Regions from separate parts of the Mus musculus genome. Here region 1 is linked to region 2. The links are chromatin contacts, called in public Hi-C maps. All regions are on one chromosome and are shown on one strand. The core of a region is the stretch at or near the end of the contact, and the rest is flanking DNA. Distances in the headings are between cores, read along the strand shown. Region 1 has its middle 4.9 kb from the start of Gm25609. Region 2 has its middle 67 kb from the start of Gm25609.

Region 1 (5,586 bases), core at 845-3,344, 73 kb before region 2:
AAGTACTTGGTGCCTTTAAAGTGGCTCTCAAGTGTTTTCTTATCAGCTCACAGTAGACAGCAGATACAGGTCTCTCTGTGGTAGTCCACGTCCTCGTGGAAGTCACAGTGAAACACTGAGACCTTAGAGTGCCGAGCAGCAGGCTTCCGGTGGGTCTGGCCAATCAGATGATAGCACACTACGTTACCGGTGGCCCAGATGGAGGTCAGCATGGATGGGAAGAGCCCGTCTACACCAGTGTGATCCCTGGAGGCACGTGGACTCAGGCAAATGAGCTGAGTAAAGTAACACAACTCGGATTCCCAGCTAGACTGAACTCCAGACTACAGACCCTCGCAGAGTGGTCCTCTGGGGTACCACAGTTTTGGTCAACATAGTGTTAAAACAGGACGGGTGGGAAGCCTAGAACAGCCAAGAAGAAGCCCCGCATTGAGCAGACATTTCAGTCAGTTCTCACTGCAACCCTACAACCCATCTGGATGGTTTCTGTTTTACAGATAAGGAATCGGTGACTCTGGACAGGTGCCACACTGGGTCCTCTGGCCACAAGAAGTCAGCCAGCCTGGATGGGAATACAAGTCTGTCTCACTCACTCAGAAATTCAGGATAATTTAGAAACTACTCATATTTCTTCTCACTGTAATTTCTATAATCTGCAGTGCCTTGTCTACTTTTGAGACGTACTATGCATTTTCTGAATCAAAACCATGTTGTCTAGATCTGGAGATATATGGGGTTGCTTCCTTCCTGGTTATCTGAAAGGACATTGGGAAAAATATTACAATACGTAATTCAAAACGCAGAGGCAGACAAGGGCGCAGACTTTACACGGACAGAATTAAAAGAGGGGAAATGAGAAAGTAACTAAATAAAAACCGAGCAACTGGATGACTAAAACTTTTAATTATCTAAAGATAAATTCATGTTTTTAAGAAATTAATTAAGTATCTGAGTAGTGAGGTGATCACACTCCTCAATTGATTTGATTAACATTCTAAGGAAATATGAAGTCATATTGACAATATTAGAAAATTTTGTATGCATGATAAAATATGCATAAGGAAAATATCACAGCAGTGGGGAGTGCCATAGAAAAAGTATATGATGTCAATTTTTCTAAAAACAAATCATGTTTTCAGTTGAAGTGAAAAACTATTAATTCTCTTTAGCAATGTGAATGTGTCTTAGAAAATAAGGTGAATATGTTACCCCTTAGCCCATCTTGCCTTCCCTTGTGTTCAAGTGAACTCAGAGATTGGCAGTGTCTTAGCGTGAAACACAATTAGTGTTCACAGATAAAGGAGATTACGACCAGAGGTCGTTCCTACTCCAAACACTCCGTCCCAAAACCCACAACCTAAAGCTTATCCCGGGTCGGTTGGTCCAGAAAACTGCTCATCACTAGCCCCTCCCATTTCCTCGGTCTTCTGACCTTCCCCCAGCTGGTCAGCCAGCCCCACAATCCATTAGACGCCGCGGCAAAAATCAAATGTATCCACGCTGGAGCTGTAATTCAATTCATCTTCTCCTTGGGTTTCCTCTGCTCTGTGCCAGGGTCATTTGTAAAGCCATCACTCACTCCAAACAGTTGCACCTGTGCTGCTATTGAAACGCCCCTTCCTCTAGAGGCCAGCCCTCCCTCGCCTCCATCCTCCCAGGCACCCCGGGTCCCCATTGCCCTTTTCCCAGGCACAAAAGCTTTCCTCTGCGAGGGAGGAACGCTAGAATTCCCCCAAGCCTTGGCAAGGAAATATTTAAATGTGATCTGAGGCTCTTCCTTTGTTTTATTTTTCTTCCTAGGGAAATTAATCTCTCTGAGGTATTCAGTGGATTCTTTTGCGCTTCCGTGAGGCAATACCATCCTGCGGGGCGTTAAGTGCTCACAGCTTGCAAAAGCTAAATATTTTCTTTTTTTTTTTTTTTTTTTTTCCTGCCGACACAGATGATACGTGCCTGGTTTCCTCAACCATCTCTAATTGAATACTTTGCTTCCTTGAAATTGTTTTAAACTTGGCTGTGAGAAATGTAGCGATGGACACCCAAGCCTCCCCGACTGGCAAGCGAGGCAGAATGCCTGGCAGCTGTGGCTCTCTAAGAGGTGCCCCCTCCTGACCCATAGTTCCTTGGCTGCTAACAAGCTGGAGAACTAAGCTCCCCTATCACGTCACTTCCTGTCTGCCGCTCCTTGACTATCACCTTTGGCTCCTAGAGGAAACCCCAAGCACTGATTTTTTTACCTTCCGAAGTCTGAAAGGACTTCCAAAGTCAAGCTGGTCCTAAACTCTGCCCTGTGTGAGGTTGGACCACTCACTCACCTTCGCTGACTTCACCTTCGTTATTTATACAATGTTAAGATGATACCAACCCTATAGGGCTGCCGTTATCTCTAGCACAATACCTGGCACACACTTGTATTGACCGTGTTCGTTTTTCTTTTCCATCTATTTTTTTTTTAACATCTTTAAAAGTTGTTGATGAGAGACAAGCTGTACCTCCTAGACCTAGCCATCTTTTAGGGCTAACAAAGGCTACCCTATGGCCCAGAACCCATCCAAGATGCTCATGCTTAGCCTGACCTAAGCTCTTTCCCTCTCCTGCCTCACTGTTCCCAGAGAAACCCCATTAAAGACACTAGCCATGGCTTTTCTGGATCTGCCCTTTCCTACTGACCCACCCTGGTACTAGCCCCCACCCCCACCCCCACCCCCGCCACCGTTGCCGCCCCCACCCCTCCTGTTCCTGGGGTACTGGGGTGGCAGCAAGCTTTCCTGTCACTACTCTTGACCTCTGTGTGAGCTCCCTCAGTCACAACTCAATAGATTAAATGAGGACAATATTTAATTAATGTAAATGTCTCTCCTTCCCACGCTGTCATTTAAGTTAGTGAATGGCCACAAATCATGATTAGATACAGTGGACAAAGACACGAGCCCGGTCTGTGGCTATCAGCACAAAGGGGTTGGAAGACCCGATGGTGGGGAGGCTACTGCGCATGGGCTTCAGCAGGGTGCAGGGGCCCCTTGAGAATGTGCGTTCCCTGATACTGTTGACCCTGGCTCCCTGGACAGTATTTTGAGAATTGTAGTTCTGGGGCATGTGAAAATGAGCAGTTGCATTTAACAACTGCTCTATTGGGATAAACAAGACTCAAGAGGATTAAAACCAAAGTTTGGGGACAGTATCAACAAAGGCCACCAACATAGAAAGGAGGTGTCTGGTTGGCTTGAACCTTGATCTCTGGAATAAGAGCACCTTCCTGATCTTTGAGGAAAGATGACCCAGTGTTGTCTAGGGTGTTGCTGTTTGTTTGTTCGTTTGTTCGTTTGTTCGTTTGTTTGTATGTTTTAGATGAGGGTCACTTGTCCCTCTTTTCCATGTGTTTTTGGCTCATGTGACATGGCCAGTGTTAGTATGGACAGTGTGTCCACTGCAGTAGACTCTCTGTACCCTGCTTTGGAAATAGCAGACAACGGTGACTCAAGCTGTCATCTGACAATAGGACAGCAGAAGGGGGGACTCACCAGGCCACAGGTGTGGCCAGCCAGGCATTGGCAGGCCAGGCAGCAGCAACGTACCTCAATACTTAGAAAGTGGCCCTGTAGGCTAATCCTCAGAGGGGTTCTCTAAGGTGGTGAGCAAAGGTTCTGGCCCATTACCTCCAGGCTCTAAAGGATGCAGCCTGGTTCCTTAGGTCAAACCCCTAGATTTTCCTTCCTCTCTGCCCCTTCCAGTCCCTTTTCTGTAAAATGAAACTAAGCATGCATCGTTAATTCTCTATGGCTGGTTTGTATGTGACTTACCAGGTTTCTCATCTAAATGTAAACTGAAATTGTTTTTCTTTTCTTTTCTTTTTCTCCCCCCCCCCCTTTTTTTTAAGATTGCCACATTCGCAGTGCCACTCACGGGCTGAAGAGATGGTTCAGCAGTTTGGAAGGTAATCTATTCTTGCAGACGATGGGAGTTCAATTCCTACGTCAGATGGCTCACAACCATCTGTGACTCTGACATCTTCTAGACTCGCCGGGCACTGTACACGTGTACACATTCACATGAAAAGAAAAAGAAGATTTTTAACAAAAGCTGGGGACACGCTCAGCACATGTCAAGTCAGCATAGTTCAGAAATACAGATTATTCCCACATCAGCCTGCGTCAAGGCTGGCTTCGTCCTGGGTTCCCCAGCAGGTCTGCCGTGTCCATACTGTTGCTGAGGGTGGATAGTAGAACCAGCTCCTCTGCATGCGGGACTAAGAGAGCAAGGCAGAGTGAGCAGAGCAAGCCAGCCCAGGGCAAGATCAGAGTTATTTTGAATTTCAGGTACATTCACCCCCAGAGCTCGGGATACGCTTACAATGAAAATATAAAATCAAATACAATTCCTCCCTGTTCTAGAAGATTCCTCAAAGATCTCCCACGGGCACTACACTATAGGGGTGTCGGAAGGAGGGAAACGGTGCAGACGTTCAGAAGCTGAATCCTGCAGGGAACAGGAACAGACGAGTGTGCAAAGCCCCTTCCCTCTGCCGTGAGCAGCTGCTGCGGTCCCACGCTGCGGTCAGGAAGGCTTGTTAACTACAGCCCAGCACCACTTTATAAACCATTACCCACTTCCTGTGCATTAACATTACCAAACAGCAAGGGACAACTTGTAAGCTATTATCCTGCAGCCCAGCCTTGCATCCAAAACATTAGCTCACCGTAGTAGTGCATTTGTGCATTTCAAAATAGGGCCGCTCTTCCTGAGGTCAAATTCTAAACCTCTTCATGATCGACACCCTTTAAAATGACCTGCCCCTTGCTGGCCCAGAGTTAGCTTTCCTTTTCATTCCGTCACTATTATGCAATCAGTTTCCAGGTGGTCTACGTTATTTCTCAGTAGAACAAAGACATCAATAAATAGTGCTAAGTGCTGAGGAAAAAGAATGAAAAGCTTATTTATGGACCCTTCTCCAGTGTTTAGGAATGGAGCTACCAAGATAGCTCAGTGGGTGAGAACACTGACTGCTCTGACAGACAACCTGGGTTCGATTCTCGGCACCCACAAGGCAGTTTATAACTATCTGAAGCTACAGTTCTATAATCCCTGACGCCCTCTTCTGGCCTCTGTAGGTACTGCATGTAAGTAATACAATTTAGGTACATGCAGGAAAAATAAAAACGCATAAAATAAAAATTAAAATGTTTGAGAGTTGTAGTGTTTTAGTTAGGGTTACTGTTGCTATGATGAAATGCCCTGACCAAAAGCAAGTTAGGAAAAAAAAAAACAATTTATTTGGCTTACACATCTATAGCACTGTTCATTATCAAGGGAACTCAGGACAGGAACTCAAACAGAGCAGGAACCTGGAAGTAGGAGCTGATGCAGAGGCCAGAGAGGGGTGGTACTGCTTACTGCTTTCTTAGACTAGCTTGCTCAGCCTGCTTTCTTATAGAAGCAAGGACCACCAGCCCAGGGATGGCACCACCCACAGCCCAGGGATGGCTCTCCTCTATTATCACTAAGTAAGATAATGCCCTACAATCAGTTCTTATGGAGGCATTTTCTCAACCGAGGTTCACTCCTTTGAGATAACTCTGGCTTGAATCG
Region 2 (5,803 bases), core at 2,176-4,675:
CTTCTCAAGGATAAAAGAACTTCTGGCGGAATCACCATGCCAGACCTAAAGCTTTACTACAGAGCAATTGTGATAAAAACTGCATGGTACTGGTATAGAGACAGACAAGTATACCAATGGAATAGAATTGAAGATCCAGAAATGAACCCACACACCTATGGTCACTTGATCTTCGACAAGGGAGCTAAAACCATCCAGTGGAAGAAAGACAGCATTTTCAACAATTGGTGCTGGCACAACTGGTTGTTATCGTGTAGAAGAATGCGAATCGATCCATACTTATCTCCTTGTACTAAGGTCAAATCTAAGTGGATCAAGGAACTTCACATAAAACCAGAGACACTGAAACTTATAGAGGAGAAAGTGGGGAAAAGCCTTGAAGATATGGGCACAGGGGAAAAATTCCTGAACAGAACAGCAATGGCTTGTGCTGTAAGATCGAGAATCGACAAATGGGACCTAATGAAACTCCAAAGTTTCTGCAAGGCAAAAGACACCGTCAATAAGACAAAAAGACCACCAACAGATTGGGAAAGGATCTTTACCTATCCTAAATCAGATAGGGGACTAATATCCAACATATATAAAGAACTCAAGAAGGTGGACTTCAGAAAATCAAATAACCCCATTAAAAAATGGGGCTCAGAACTGAACAAAGAATTCTCACCTGAGGAATACCGAATGGCAGAGAAGCACTTGAAAAAATGTTCAACATCCTTAATCATCAGGGAAATGCAAATCAAAACAACCCTGAGATTCCACCTCACACCAGTCAGAATGGCTAAGATCAAAAATTCAGGTGACAGCAGATGCTGGCGAGGATGTGGAGAAAGAGGAACACTCCTCCATTGTTGGTGGGAGTGCAGGCTTGTACAACCACTCTGGAAATCAGTCTGGCGGTTCCTCAGAAAACTGGACATAGTACTACCGGAGGATCCAGCAATACCTCTCCTGGGCATATATCCAGAAGATGCCCCAACAGGTAAGAAGGACACATGCTCCACTATGTTCATAGCAGCCTTATTTATAATAGCCAGAAGCTGGAAAGAACCTAGATGCCCCTCAACAGAGGAATGGATACAGAAAATGTGGTACATCTACACAATGGAGTACTACTCAGCTATTAAAAAGAATGAATTTATAAAATTCCTAGCCAAATGGATGGACCTGGAGGGCATCATCCTGAGTGAGGTAACACATTCACAAAGAAACTCACACAATATGTATTCACTGATAAGTGGATATTAGCCCCAAACCTAGGATACCCAAGATATAAGATATAATTTGCTAAACACATGAAACTCAAGGAGAATGAAGACTGAAGTGTGGACACTATGCCCCTCCTTAGATTTGGGAACAAAACACCCATGGAAGGAGTTACAGAGACGGAGTTTGGAGCTGAGATGAAAGGATGGACCATGTAGAGAATGCCATAGCCAGGGATCCACCCCATAATCAGCATCCAAACGCTGACACCATTGCATACACTAGCAAGATTTTATTGAAAGGACGCAGATGTAGCTGTCTCTTGTGAGACTATGCCGGGGCCCAGCAAACACAGAAGTGGATGCTCACAGTCAGCTAATGGATGGATCATAGGGCTCCCAATGGAGGAGCTAGAGAAAGTAGCCAAGGAGCTAAAGGGATCTGCAACCCTATAGGTGGAACAACATTATGAGCTAACCAGTACCCCGGAGCTCTTGACTCTAGCTGCATATATATCAAAAGATGGCCTAGTCGGCCATCACTGGAAAGAGAGGCCCATTGGACTTGCAAACTTTATATGCCCCAGTACAGGGGAATACCAGGGCCAAAAAGGGGGAGTGGGTGGGCAGGGGAGTGGGGGTGGGTGGATATGGGGGACTTTTGGTATAGCATTGGAAATGTAAATGAGTTAAATACCTAATAAAAAATGGAAAAAAAAAAAAAAAAAAAAAGAAGTGTGTCACTGGGGGAGGAGGGAGAAGGGCAGTGAGCTTTGAGGTCTCCGGACCAAGTGTCTCCTTCTCTCCCAGTCTGCTGCTTGTGCATCAGCATGCAAAGCTCTCAGCAATGTCTCCAGCACCATACCTGTCTACCTCCCACCATGAGGATAGTGGCCTAACCCCCTGAAACTGTAAGCAAGCCCCAAATTGAATGCTTTCCCTTAAAAGTCGCCTTGGTCGTGGTGTCTCTTCAGAGTTGGTACTGGAAACTTGGGAATTGCTGTGATAGGCCTGACCCTTATGTTTTTGGAAAAATATGGAAAATTTGAGAACTTTGGACTAGAAGAGCAGTTGAATACTTTAAGTGGTGCTTAATTGTATGTCCTAGCAGAAACTACAAGACAGTGGTGCTGAATATGGTATGTACGATGCAGGTCCAGCTCAAGACGTTTCAGAGGGAAGGCTCTTATCAGCTGGCCTAGAGACATTTCTTATGATATTTTGGCAAAGAATGTGGCTGTCCTTGTCCTAAAAATATGCATGGGGCAAAATTGAAGAGTTTTTTTGACTAATATATCATTTGCAGAGGATATTCAAGACAGCTTAGTAGTGACTATGTCATATGGGTTTTAGTGATCACTTTTGTGAATATCTACAATAAGAAGGAGAACGCAGGGCAAAGAGAGATACAAAAATGTACAGTTTGAGGAGAAAAAGATACCAGAGAATGTAACATTGGAACCAAGTCTTATGCTCAAATTGATTTAAAAAAAAAAGTTTCAAGAAAAGCTTAACACTAAATAGAATAAGGAGAAAGACTCCACCAAAAAAATCATGCAGATATAATTCAAGAAGGAGCCAAGTTTCAGCCCCACTAACCAGCAATAGTTGGCGACTTCCCAAGTGGTTCTAGATTTATGGTCAAGAAAAATAAAGGAAAGGGGCTGTGTAATCTCTCTGGGATCAAGGAGATCTGCTGAGGCCAGGTGTAAGGTTGGGAAGTCCTTGCCTGGAAGCCTGAAGAGGTCACTGCAGGAAGCTGTGGAGGTCAAGCTTGGGTTGTATTGGAGATCCCATGAGATTGGAGATGCCAGAGCCATGGAATAGCTGCCTAACAGGAAGTGTACCCAGCCCAAGAGAGAGACATGCGTTGCAGTTAGCAACGCTGGAAGGGAAGAGCCCTCTAATAAAACCTTTAATACCAGACACGGAATCTGAGGGCAAAAGTTCTATTTTACGTTTTAATTACCGGACTCAAGAGATTCGTAAAAACAAAACTACCTCTAGCCTGAAAGACACACTTCTCCAAGGACAGATAAACTTAGAAGCCCCACTTGCCAAGGACAGATAACACCCTGGAATGCTCGGGGCTGCTCATATAAGACTATAAACCATGTGTTTCCATTTCTGTAAACAAGAGTGGTTACCCCCAATTGCACAGAATGTGCTTGGTCATACATAGGCAAGAAGTGAGTCAGGATGTATGCTTGCCCCTGATCTGGATGTAGGCAGGAAGGGTTTTGTCTTTATAAGCACCAGACTCATGTAATTCATGGCCACTCTCTGGAAATCTCCGGAAAGGGGACTTGGCTCCTGGCCAGTATTTAGTAAAGCTTGCTTCAAATATGGCTCAAAAACTGTGATAGTGTCTTAGTCTCACCTGCTGGGGTTAACGGGAGTTGCAGTTTGGAGTTTCCCCTGTCTTGCTTTGGTCCAGGAGTTCCTCACTATGCTCCCTTAGCTCACTGCTGGGATAGTAGTGTAGATTCTGTACCATTGTCTGGTGGAGGTACGTGGCATGCTTTTTGGTTCTGATTTTACAGGGGTTTACAGTTAAGAGATTGCTTTGGACTTTAGGCTGTTAAACAGTATTGAGTCGGAAAGACTATATCGACTTCTGAGGTCGACTAAATGCATGTTCCATTCTGATATGGCTACAGGCCTATGAGAGCCAGGGAGTGTGGGTTTGAATGAAATGGGTCCCACAAGTTCATACATTTGCATACTTGGTCCATAGTTGGTGAACTGTTTAGGAAGAGTTAAAAGGTATGGTTTTGTTGGAGGAACTGTGTCTTTGTTGGAAGATGTGTCATTGGTGGTAGGTTTTCATGTTTCCTCTCTCTGTCTCTGTCTGTCTGGGGGGTCGGGGGGGGGGATCAGGATATAAAGCTCTCAGCTACTACTCCAGTGCCATGCCTGCTTTCCACTATGACTAACCCTCTGAAACTGTAAGCATGCCCCAAATAAAATGTTTTCTCTTATAACTTGCCTTGATCATGGTATTTCTTCACAGAAATAGAACAGTAACTAAGATATCATACACATGTATTCCTCTGTCTTTCTTCTTCCATTAATCTAACTCTTGTGGTTCCTCAATACTCCATCTTCTTATTCCATATTCTCTTCTAGGCTTTTACATTTACCCCCATGCTTTCCTCTTCAGTAGAACCATTAGCAGCTTCTAAGCATGTGATTCTAGGGTTGATGTATCTTCTGAGGCATAGTCTCATATGCTGTATGGCTTCCCAAAGCCTATGTTTCAAAGGTACTTGGTGCTGGGTACCCCACACTCTGATCTTGATTTAAGTATCCAAAACACCTTTTCTTCCACTGGTATTGTGTAGCCTAGAAAACAGCATAATTAACTCAATTTGTGCCAGAAAGATGGAAACTCCTTGGTCTTTTCTCATCTAGTTCCATATCCATCCCTACCAGCACATCCAGCTGTTTCTATACTGCAAATATCTCGAGAGTCTCTATTTCTACACCTGTAGTGTAATCTCCTCCAGGTAGGACTCCCCCTGCCAAGCTAGTCTCACTTCTTAATGGTGTGGAGGCTTCATAAAGAGACTAATATTATGCACCTGTGGTGGTTTGAATGAAAATGAACCCCATAGGCTCCCAGGAAGTGGCACTATTAGGAAGTGTGTCCTTGTTGGAATAGGTATTCCCTTGTTGGAGAAAGTATGTCAGTTGGGGTAAGGTTTTAAAGTGTCACTCTCTCTTCCTGCTGCCTGCCAATCCAGATGTAGAACTCTTTCTCATCCAGCACTGGGTCTGCCTGTACTGCCATCCTTCTTGTCATGAAGATAATGAACTAACCCTCTGAACCTGTAAGACAGACCAATTAAATGTTTTCCGTATATAAGAGTTGCTGGAAGGGAGGAACTGGAGAGATGTCTCAGTGGTTAAGAGCACTGTCTGTTCTTCCAAAGGTCCTGAGTTCAATTCCCAGCAATCACTTGGTGACTTAACAACCATCTGTAATGGGATCTGGTACCCTTTTCTGGTGTCTGAAGAGAGTGATAGTGTATGCACAGTCATAAAATAAATAAATAAATAATTTTTTAAAAAAAGAGTTGCCATGGTCACGGTTTCTCTTCACAGCAATAGAAACCCTAAGACAGCACCTGTCATCTACAGGGTCATCTCACTCTTTGACATTTCCTCTGATATGTTGTCACCTGTTCGCTGCTGAGGCTATCTATGGTATACTCTCTTCTCCAAGTTTCACATTTGAAATTTACCAACCTTTTCTTCATGGTTCCTCTGTTCTATCAAACTAGCATTTGTCACTTGCCTTCCACACCTATGGACCCAACCGTGGATTGAAAAATATTAACCAGAATTGACTTCACTGAATAGCAACATATTTCAGTCATTGCCGTCAATATAGTACAGACAGTATCATAACAATTTAGACTATATTGGGCATTATAGGTAATGCTGAGATGAACTGAATATAATGTACAGGAGATATTCATAGGTTATATACAAAGAGTTCATAGCTCTACATAAGGGACCTGAATATTCCTAAGTATGGTTGGCTGGGGCTCTCTATTTCCCTTTGTCCTGACTCATGTAATGGGATACTAGGA

The links. Hi-C and Micro-C count contacts between places; a contact is called where the count stands out from the background.
Region 1: a Hi-C map of Sertoli cells shows a contact between it and region 2, with 2.8 times the contacts expected there. The contact joins two enhancer-like sites. A contact is called at or near these places in 14 of 484 Hi-C or Micro-C datasets (the HL-1 cell line, Sertoli cells, cumulus cells and 5 more).

The regions. Positions count from the first base shown.
Region 1 is chr1:137,217,794-137,223,379 of GRCm38.p6, reverse strand. No RefSeq gene overlaps it. Among named protein-coding and RNA genes, the nearest start is that of Gm25609, 4.9 kb to the right of the region's middle. Within about 2 kb of position 2,094, at least 19 of the 459 cell types and tissues checked have an H3K27ac peak or open chromatin away from gene starts, as enhancers often do.
Region 2 is chr1:137,145,768-137,151,570 of GRCm38.p6, reverse strand. No RefSeq gene overlaps it. Among named protein-coding and RNA genes, the nearest start is that of Gm25609, 67 kb to the left of the region's middle. Within about 2 kb of position 3,425, at least 10 of the 459 cell types and tissues checked have an H3K27ac peak or open chromatin away from gene starts, as enhancers often do.